2 separate regions of the Mus musculus genome follow, and region 1 is linked to region 2. A link is a contact called in public HiChIP or PLAC-seq data. All regions are on one chromosome and are shown on one strand. The core of a region is the stretch at or near the end of the contact, and the rest is flanking DNA. Distances in the headings are between cores, read along the strand shown.

The links. HiChIP or PLAC-seq counts read pairs in DNA pulled down with a chosen protein or histone mark.
Region 1: an HNF4G HiChIP or PLAC-seq map of pancreatic cancer cells shows a contact between it and region 2. The contact joins two enhancer-like sites. A contact is called at or near these places in 3 of 39 promoter capture datasets (the C10 cell line, liver and pre-B cells) and 2 of 115 datasets of contacts at active chromatin or transcription factors (embryonic stem cells and pancreatic cancer cells).

The regions. Positions count from the first base shown.
Region 1 is chr19:58,522,083-58,525,970 of GRCm38.p6, reverse strand. It overlaps Ccdc172 (coiled-coil domain containing 172), which reads right to left. Exons shown (of 9, transcript NM_029372.3): 4 at 7-123. Among named protein-coding and RNA genes, the nearest start is that of Ccdc172, 12 kb to the right of the region's middle. Within about 2 kb of position 1,725, at least 72 of the 459 cell types and tissues checked have an H3K27ac peak or open chromatin away from gene starts, as enhancers often do. A contact at or near this core is called in pancreatic cancer cells, where this site is marked.
Region 2 is chr19:58,272,784-58,276,984 of GRCm38.p6, reverse strand. All of the region lies in intron 6 of Gfra1 (glial cell line derived neurotrophic factor family receptor alpha 1), which reads left to right. Among named protein-coding and RNA genes, the nearest start is that of Gm46650, 20 kb to the left of the region's middle. Within about 2 kb of position 1,489, at least 12 of the 459 cell types and tissues checked have an H3K27ac peak or open chromatin away from gene starts, as enhancers often do. A contact at or near this core is called in pancreatic cancer cells, where this site is marked.

The DNA.
Region 1 (3,888 bases), core at 476-2,975, 250 kb before region 2:
ACTTACGCAGGCTTGGAGCAGTGTGTCCCGCTCGCTGATAATCTCACTGAGCTGTCTCTCTAATGCGTTTTCATGGGTTTTCAGAAGCTCTAAGAGGAAAGATTTCTCAGACAACTGCTGAACCTTCAAAAGGAAAATACAGAAATCAGAACGAAGCAAATGGATACAGATCTGAGGGCTCAGTTAATTGAACAGGCCTGCAATTGTTACATACGACTCCCTGCATGCACTGCTCTAAGTGACTGCCGGTCCTGAGCTCAGTGTCCTCACAGCTTACAGAGTAGACAGACTCTGGGCTCCTGAGGGGCACAGCTGGTTTCTTTTTCCTCCCACATTCAGCACAAGTGTTAGCTGAGTACTGCAGCATCTGACCATGCACACTGAAGCCCACGTCTGGACAGCTTGTTTCAAGGAGCAGGCTTCTAGTCTCACAACTTAGAAAGAATCAATCGCTGTGACCACCAAACATGGGAAAATCTCTACAGCCCAGACCCAGGTTTATGACGTTAACTATGCATAAAGTAGACGTAAATTTGGCTAAATATCCCAAATACATTTTGAGAACCCAACCTTTGAATTTTACCCATTTACTCAGGGGTCTTATTTTTAGAGGCTCAGTGGTAGGTAGCAAGGTCAGCACTGGCAGGTGGCTGAAAGCTAAGGAAGCGAAATCCATCCTTGCCTCTTGCAGGCATTCACCCAACAGATCCTTACAAACAGGATCAGAGACCACCATCTCCCCCTCCCTCCCAAAAATTTAACTTTTGTGCCCCATTTTATTCTAAAGAGCAAAAGATTTCATAAGCACCGATATTATTTCATTTGGACTTTAAAAACAGTTCCTTCTGAGACAAAGTCAGAATGAAAGGCCAAGAAACTAAAATAGTTTGTCTGCAGCATTCAGTACTGGTCCTCATGACAGTGTGTTACCTCCAGCTTGGGGCTGTTCTCATCTCTACAGAGAAAAGAAAAATGATATAAATTCAACTTAAATTGCAGAAAGCAAGATTTATGTTAGTTATAAGAACTTCCTCAAGGTGAGAGACGGGTTGTGAAATCTGTGTCCCAGAAGACACTGAGCAGTAAAGAGCCTGGGAGCAGTCTATTCCAGAGCCACGGGGTTGGCTTCAAAGACATTTTGAAATATTACAGCTAGTAAGTCCTAGGAATACTGGCATTTAGAAAAAAATAGCTGACGTGAAATAGAAACACGATCTTCCATTTCTATAAGGTGTAGCACAGCCGCCCGACCTGGGTCCTGGGTGCAGTTCCCATCAACCGTATCTGAAGACACAGACACAGATAAAGACATACATTTGCATGACTGAGGTAATGCCTGAAACCCCCGGGAGGACAGTGAGGGGCTTCGTGTCCCTGATGCAGAATCAGGAAATGCAGTTTCCAGACTTTAACGTCACACGCAAGGCAGCAGGGCAGACAAGGAAAGGATCAAAGCAGCCCCTCATTTGTTCAGTGTAAGAACACGACGACGCTTCATTGCTGTTATACAAAGGAGACTAAGATCAGCCCACAAGTTCAAGATTTTATAAAGGACGTTTAATTGATTAGGGGTAAGCATGGGGTTAAAATCCAGGTCTCTCAGCATCCTTCTTGCTAAATCACGGCATTAAAATGGAAATGCTAAAGCTGCCTCTGAGTAATTCTGATAATAAAAAGAACTTCAGCACCACTGCCCATAACAATGCTTCAGACACAGATGAGTCAGCAGTGCCCAGCCGTGTGACACTGTGACTCAACAGTGTCTCAGACACAGATCACGTTGGAAAACTGTACACGTGAGTTACCAAAAAAAAAAAAAAAAAAAAAAAAGAGAGAAAAAATGGCAAATGAGTCTCGTATTTTCCTTAAGTGTCCTGGACTAAGGGGCGGGCACTCAGGCTGCAGGCTCTGGTTAATGTGCTAATAGTACACATTCAGGATTGACATTCTTGACTTCTGTTTCTGATACGGATTCTCAGAAAACAGAGGGTGGAAGGAAAAGAACCAACTGCACAAAGTCGTCCTCTGAGCTCCACACACTCACAGCCACACCCACCCATGCTTACTCACTCACTTTCTCCTTCACACAGACACACACACACACACACACACACACACGCACTTTTTTTAACACTCGTGACAACCAAGGGGAAAGCACAACAGAGGAAGTGGGAGAAGGTGGAAAGTCACTGCCCCGAAGGGAGATGGGCTTCCTACATGCCGCCTCCCAGTGCTATGGTCATCAATGGGTCAGGGTACAGATGAGGTGACACTGAAATTGGGTGACCTGGCTCTATTCTTTATTAGAACTTAAGAGACAAGCACTTGGCTTTGCCTGGTTCTTTGCTACGTGTAAGTTTTGCCTTCAGGAGCAACAGCTTAATCCCAGGTGTGGGGTATGGGCGGCAGACTGTCCACAGCAGCTGACTATGATTTGCCTCCTGCTCTGGTGGGGATGTGATCTTTCCAGCTGCAAACAGTTTCTGCAATTGTGTGATGTTGGGAATTTTGGGAACATTTCAGAGTGTATATAGATGCTAGGATCCTGAGAGATAAGGTGAAATGTTGGTGGGTTTTTGGCTGGTTGCTGTTGGTTGTGATCTGTTAAGTAGTTGTACACAAAGAAACAAGAAGAACTGAGATGTTCTGATGGCAGAAATGACCCATGCCCCCAGGACCTCAAGGCTGTACTCAGCAGGAAGCCGTCTAATGATGACTTCGACCCCTCACTGACCCTGGCTTTATTCAGGGATCTCTTCCTTCACTCTCCATCCTTTTTTCTCTTGTTTAGTGTTAGGAAATTGAAAGGGTGGAAGAAAGAAGAACCCACAAAGTAACCAGAGTCCAGCTACATATAATCCTGACTTACTCACAGGATGAGTGTACTACTCACTCACAGAATTACTGTCTTGCAGACGTCTTACCTCTGCTTTGTTACAAGATAACAGCCAAGGAGGGATCTGATAGGGAAATACTGTAAAGCCACAAACTGTACTGTGTGAGAAATGATTTCAGACGTATCAAGTTTGAGCTGAGACACTAACATGCCTATGGCAGTGTGAGCCGTTTAGTCTACAGTAAACAGAAACTAAAGAAATTATTGACTCTGTCTCCTAAATTGCTCCTGACCTCAAGAGACAGCATGCAATATAAAGAAAGGGGTGGGAAGTTCCTAATGGCAGGAACACAGATTTCTCTTTCTTACCTCTGTCTGTTTCCTGACTGAAAATGAAAATATTTGTATAAAGCCTTAATGTTGCATTCTAGACCCAAATGGCCAACCTTTGTCAGAAAGTGTCACTGTTTTGGTACAATTTAGCTTACAGCAGTGCCATCTCCCTTGTTAAGTCTGCCTCTTTCAGTATTAAAGGCTTCCCCACCCCTGCTCATTCCTCTTGGATACTGAGCTGACTTATCTGGTGGCTAGGTCTGTGGTCAACAGAGCTGCTATCCATGGCTCTTCACTGCTTTGTTGCCTGCATGCCTTCAGGTACTTAGAAACTGAAAGTAAGCACAGCATGTTATGGATCAGCATTGGTCTGTCCACGACACTCCTTGTGTAACTGACGCTGTCAAAGCCAGCTCAGTCTCCAGCAAGCAGCTCTGCCTGTCATGTCATCTGCTCACAGCACAAGAGGCAACTTTACACAAGATACACAAGGAGACATGCAGACTTCATATGGCTAATACCATACAAGAACCAAGGAAAAGGCCCAGGGCTCTTACAACCACAACAGAATACACTTCTAACACCAGACTGCACCACTGAGCAAGTTGACAACAGATATTAAGGCCTTAGCTTTATTTTTAGAGAAAAAGTCTCACTATGTAGCCTTGGCTGGCCAGGATCTCCTTATTTAGACCAGGCTGGCCTCAAAGTTACAGAGC
Region 2 (4,201 bases), core at 240-2,739:
GCCATCCCTTGGCTAGTAGTCCTGGGTTCAATAAGAAAGCAAGCTGAGCAAGCCAGGAGAAGCAAACCAGTAAGTAACATCCCTCTATGGCCTCTGCATCAGCTCCTGCTTCCTGACCTGCTTGAGTTCCAGTCCTGACTTCCTTTGGTGATGAATAGCAATGTGTAAGCTGAATAAACCCTTTCCTCTCCAACTTGCTTCTTGATCATGTTTGTGCAGGAATAGAAACCCTGACTAAGACACCAGATTTCATTGGATAATCAAGTCCTTTAATACTACATGGATTCTGGTGAGGTCCAAAGAACCAAAGGAGGGCCTGATTCATAGATAGGGCCACCTTCTTTTATGGGCATGCCCTGCCCCCCACATGTTCCTTCACAAAATCTCACTACCACCTATAAGCCAGGGGAACATGAAGACCAAGCATGAAGAACAAGTTTATGCTAGATGACTTCAAGACCCCAGGGGGAAAAATGTGTATTTCCTCCCTGCAAGGCTTCTACAAACACATGACAATTCCCTCTCCAAAGGATGCCACCTGTGGCCACCACTCTGGGACTCTAAGCAGGTGCTCCAGCCTCTCTTGCCTTGCGAGCTGGATGAGGAACCCTGGGTATGGAGAACTCTTCTTCCATACCCTCATAGGAAACCAGGTGTCTTGACACTAAAATCATGGTTAATGGCAGAATGGGACTCAGATAACAAGAACAGTAACACTTGAAGAACAAAAAGTAGTTCTTGCTGTTGTTTGCAGGCAGCCTTGTGTCCCACACGCTGCATTTCTTAGGTTTGTAGAAGGAAACCCCTAGGCTAAGATGTTAAACATTGTACTTAGCCACTGTGGTTAGTAAGGGATCCTATACAGGATCAGAGTTTTTCACCTAGGCTCAACATTGCCAGCCACATGGCTCTCATCTAAGGGTCTCTCCCAGGAAATCAGTTAGAGGTTACAGTAATCCAGGAGTTACACCAGTCTTGCCGATACCTGTTTGCCTATGCTTTATATAACATGATATTTCTTAAAAGTTACAGGAAAAGTAGTTACATGATCTCCCTGCCCACTGTCCAGAGACCATCTGCTGTTCAAGGGGATGCTTCAAGACTGTCATTATGATTATATTTCTATTTACAGCTAGCAGTGTGTTCCCTTTAATATGCTTTTCTCTGCATCAACCACCGTTGCTTAGGCTTCCTGACAGGCTCATGGCATTTGCCAGCCCTTTCTTCTTCTTTGAGGGTGGGTTTTTTTTTTTTCTGTGACAGAGGGTGATACGTTTCTACATTAGCGTCTATTCATTTCATTTTCATTTTCTCAGAGAAAAACAATCAGCGCTCATCACTGCTGTAGTCATGGAGATTTCCTGTCTCCAGAAGAAATCCAAACGTGGAGTTTCTTTGTTCGTCCTATGCTGGACATTTGCAGGTCCTTGGTTAGATCACAGCACTCCGGGCAGGGAGGGAAGCCACCGAAACCGATTACAGCATGACTCATAACCCAGTGTCAGCGGGGGAGGTGTGTGCGTGAGTGGTATCCAAGGGCTGCAGGAGCTGTTGTATACAGTAGGCACTCAGGTGGATAGTTGCTGGGCTGAGAGCCAGTGTTCCAGCCACCTATCAAAATGTGTCTTCTCAAGACGCATGTACTTGGGAGAGCCACAGCTGCAAACCCACCCTGTCTTTCCCACCACAACACTATTTTTTTGATGAGTTAGCCACACTCTGAGCCTCTCTGTAGCCTACCAGCTCTTTCCTGCTTGTTGACTGCCACCATTTTGGCACATTCTCTCCTTTTATATTTCTCCCTGCCCCTCAGTGCTTTGCTGTGATTCTTCTGGGAACATACCACACACACACACACACACACACACACACATACATACATACATACACACACTGTCCTCAGCTACATGCTTTGTGCCCCATTACTACCCAAGCAGTGTCCTAAGCAAATCTTTGCTGAACATCTGAGAGAGCTAAGCAAGAGTCTTTCTAACACACATCTCATTGTGTAGATGTGTCAGTTTAAAGTCCTTCCGCGGCTCCCGTGCCTTTAGGACAAAATCTAAAACTCAGTTTATTGAATATTTTCACTTTCAGGCTCACCTGCATCCCATCCTAGCTGAAATGCTTAGCAGAGCTCTTGGCGAGGTGTGTGCTTAGTGTAATGGTTGTGGGTCCTCTCTGGGGCTGGGGCTGGATGGATTGTGGCTATCCCCCAACCCTAGCCATGGAGTTTTATAACTTGGAAGGGTCCACACTGACCTTCTCCCAGCCTCAGGCTCCTCTTCTAGATAGCGGGGTCCACGCTACCAGTCAGTAAGGTTCTTGTGAGAGTTGAGAGCATGATGAACACAGAAACAAGCACCCAGCACATACAAACCCTTCATTACGGTTACCCTGGAATTACAGTAAACACAATAAGATGGAGGTGACCTCTGTGGGCCACACCCTCCTTTGCCTTTCCCTGACAAGTGTGCCCCTCCTTCTGTCTCAACCCTGGCAACATGACTTCTCTTAAGCCATTGTAGCCATGGGTTGAAAGCATTTGCAGCGGAGTTAGTGTGTAGTTTTAAAATCCAGGTTCTGTTGTGCCCTGTTTTCCTCTAGAATGAAGACTTATTTTTCTTAAGTATAAAATTAGGATTAGGGTATGAGGTGGGAGACTGGGCCAGGGAGATGATAGAAAGGGAGAGTGTGTGAGGGAAATGAGCCCAAACTAAGTGTTATAAAATACCACAGGGAAACCTGTTACTTTGCATGCTAATTAAAACATAATAAATAAATAAAATCAAAACTTAAAACAACAAAATATCTACCTCCTTAGAGGTTGCCAGGAAAAAACTAGGTCATTTGTAAAGCTGTATATTAAATTCTTCATTTGTCTTTGGTTTTACTTTTTTTTAGCAGGCTTTCTGAACAGCTTTCAAGGACTTTCTGTCCTCCTGGCAATTAGGAAGTAGAGGCAGGAGGATTGAACTTTAAGAAGTGGAGGCAGGGGGCTCAAGAGTTCAAGGTCATTCTTAGCTACAAATCCAGTTAAGGCCTGCCTGAGCTACTACGCAAGACCCTGTCTCAAATCAACAAAACAAACAAGAACTAGCCAAGGTATTTTCATAATCCTTTACCTGTTTCTTACGGCTTCTGGACAGATTAAGCTAAAGACAAGGTCTTTCTCATGATTATATCAGAAGCACCAAGACCTCAGCATTAGTCTCTGAGCTGGACCTGGTACCACAGCATTAGTCTCTGAGCTGGAACTGGCTAACAGCTTGACCCATGCACCTGGCCACTGGCACTCAACACCTGAGGTCTTAGAGGTGTGTGATGGGGAGAGATGTTACAGAGGAATAATTCCTCTATCTTTGGAAAATACTGAAGATTGGGCTGTAGCTGATGCCACAATGCTTTAGTTGGCAAGTAGAAGCCTGGCTCAGAGTGCCAAGATTGGACAGCCAAGACACAACTCTGGCTTTATCCATAGGACCAACCACATCAACATGTTTCTTCAACATGGTGTTCATTTATCATCCAAGAACAACCTGCTTTATAGCATTTGTTGATTAGCACAGTTTACTCTTATTGTGGTGTTTTCAAACTGATGCTCTAATGTCAAACAAGCAGTTCCCACAATTCCTCAGAATGGCTCCCCTATCCATAATGAGCTGCCTCCAGCACACTACTGTATGGAACTGTTACTTCATCTTCCGTTCTGTATAATGGCAGTCTCATCATATGACCACCTAGTCTCCAAGTGTGGGTGCGAAGAATAAATAGGTGTGGAACAGATCTGATAGAACCAGAAATGTGGATGCTGTAACAGCGACCTTGAACTCTTCGCCCATGATGCATTGGTCTTGTTACTAGGAACACAGAGTTTCCCTTTGGGGATTATTGGTCTCATTAACAAAAGAATTAAAAGCAGATTCAGAAGGAAGCTTGAGGACATCATTATTTGCGTTTAAGAGGGAACAGAACAACACAAATTAGGTGAAAATCCTGGCCACTGCCTGAAGGAAAGGTGCAGGAAATCATACCATTTAAGTTAGACAAGGAATACATTTAAAGTTAAAAGGACTCCCAGGAATGGAAGGGAAATTGAGCTGAGAAAAAGATCTCTCAAACCACCCTCCCGTGCACTGACTGTGTGGTCTTCCATTGCTCCCCACTCCGTATTCCATAGCTGCTCTTGGGGCACATGTTC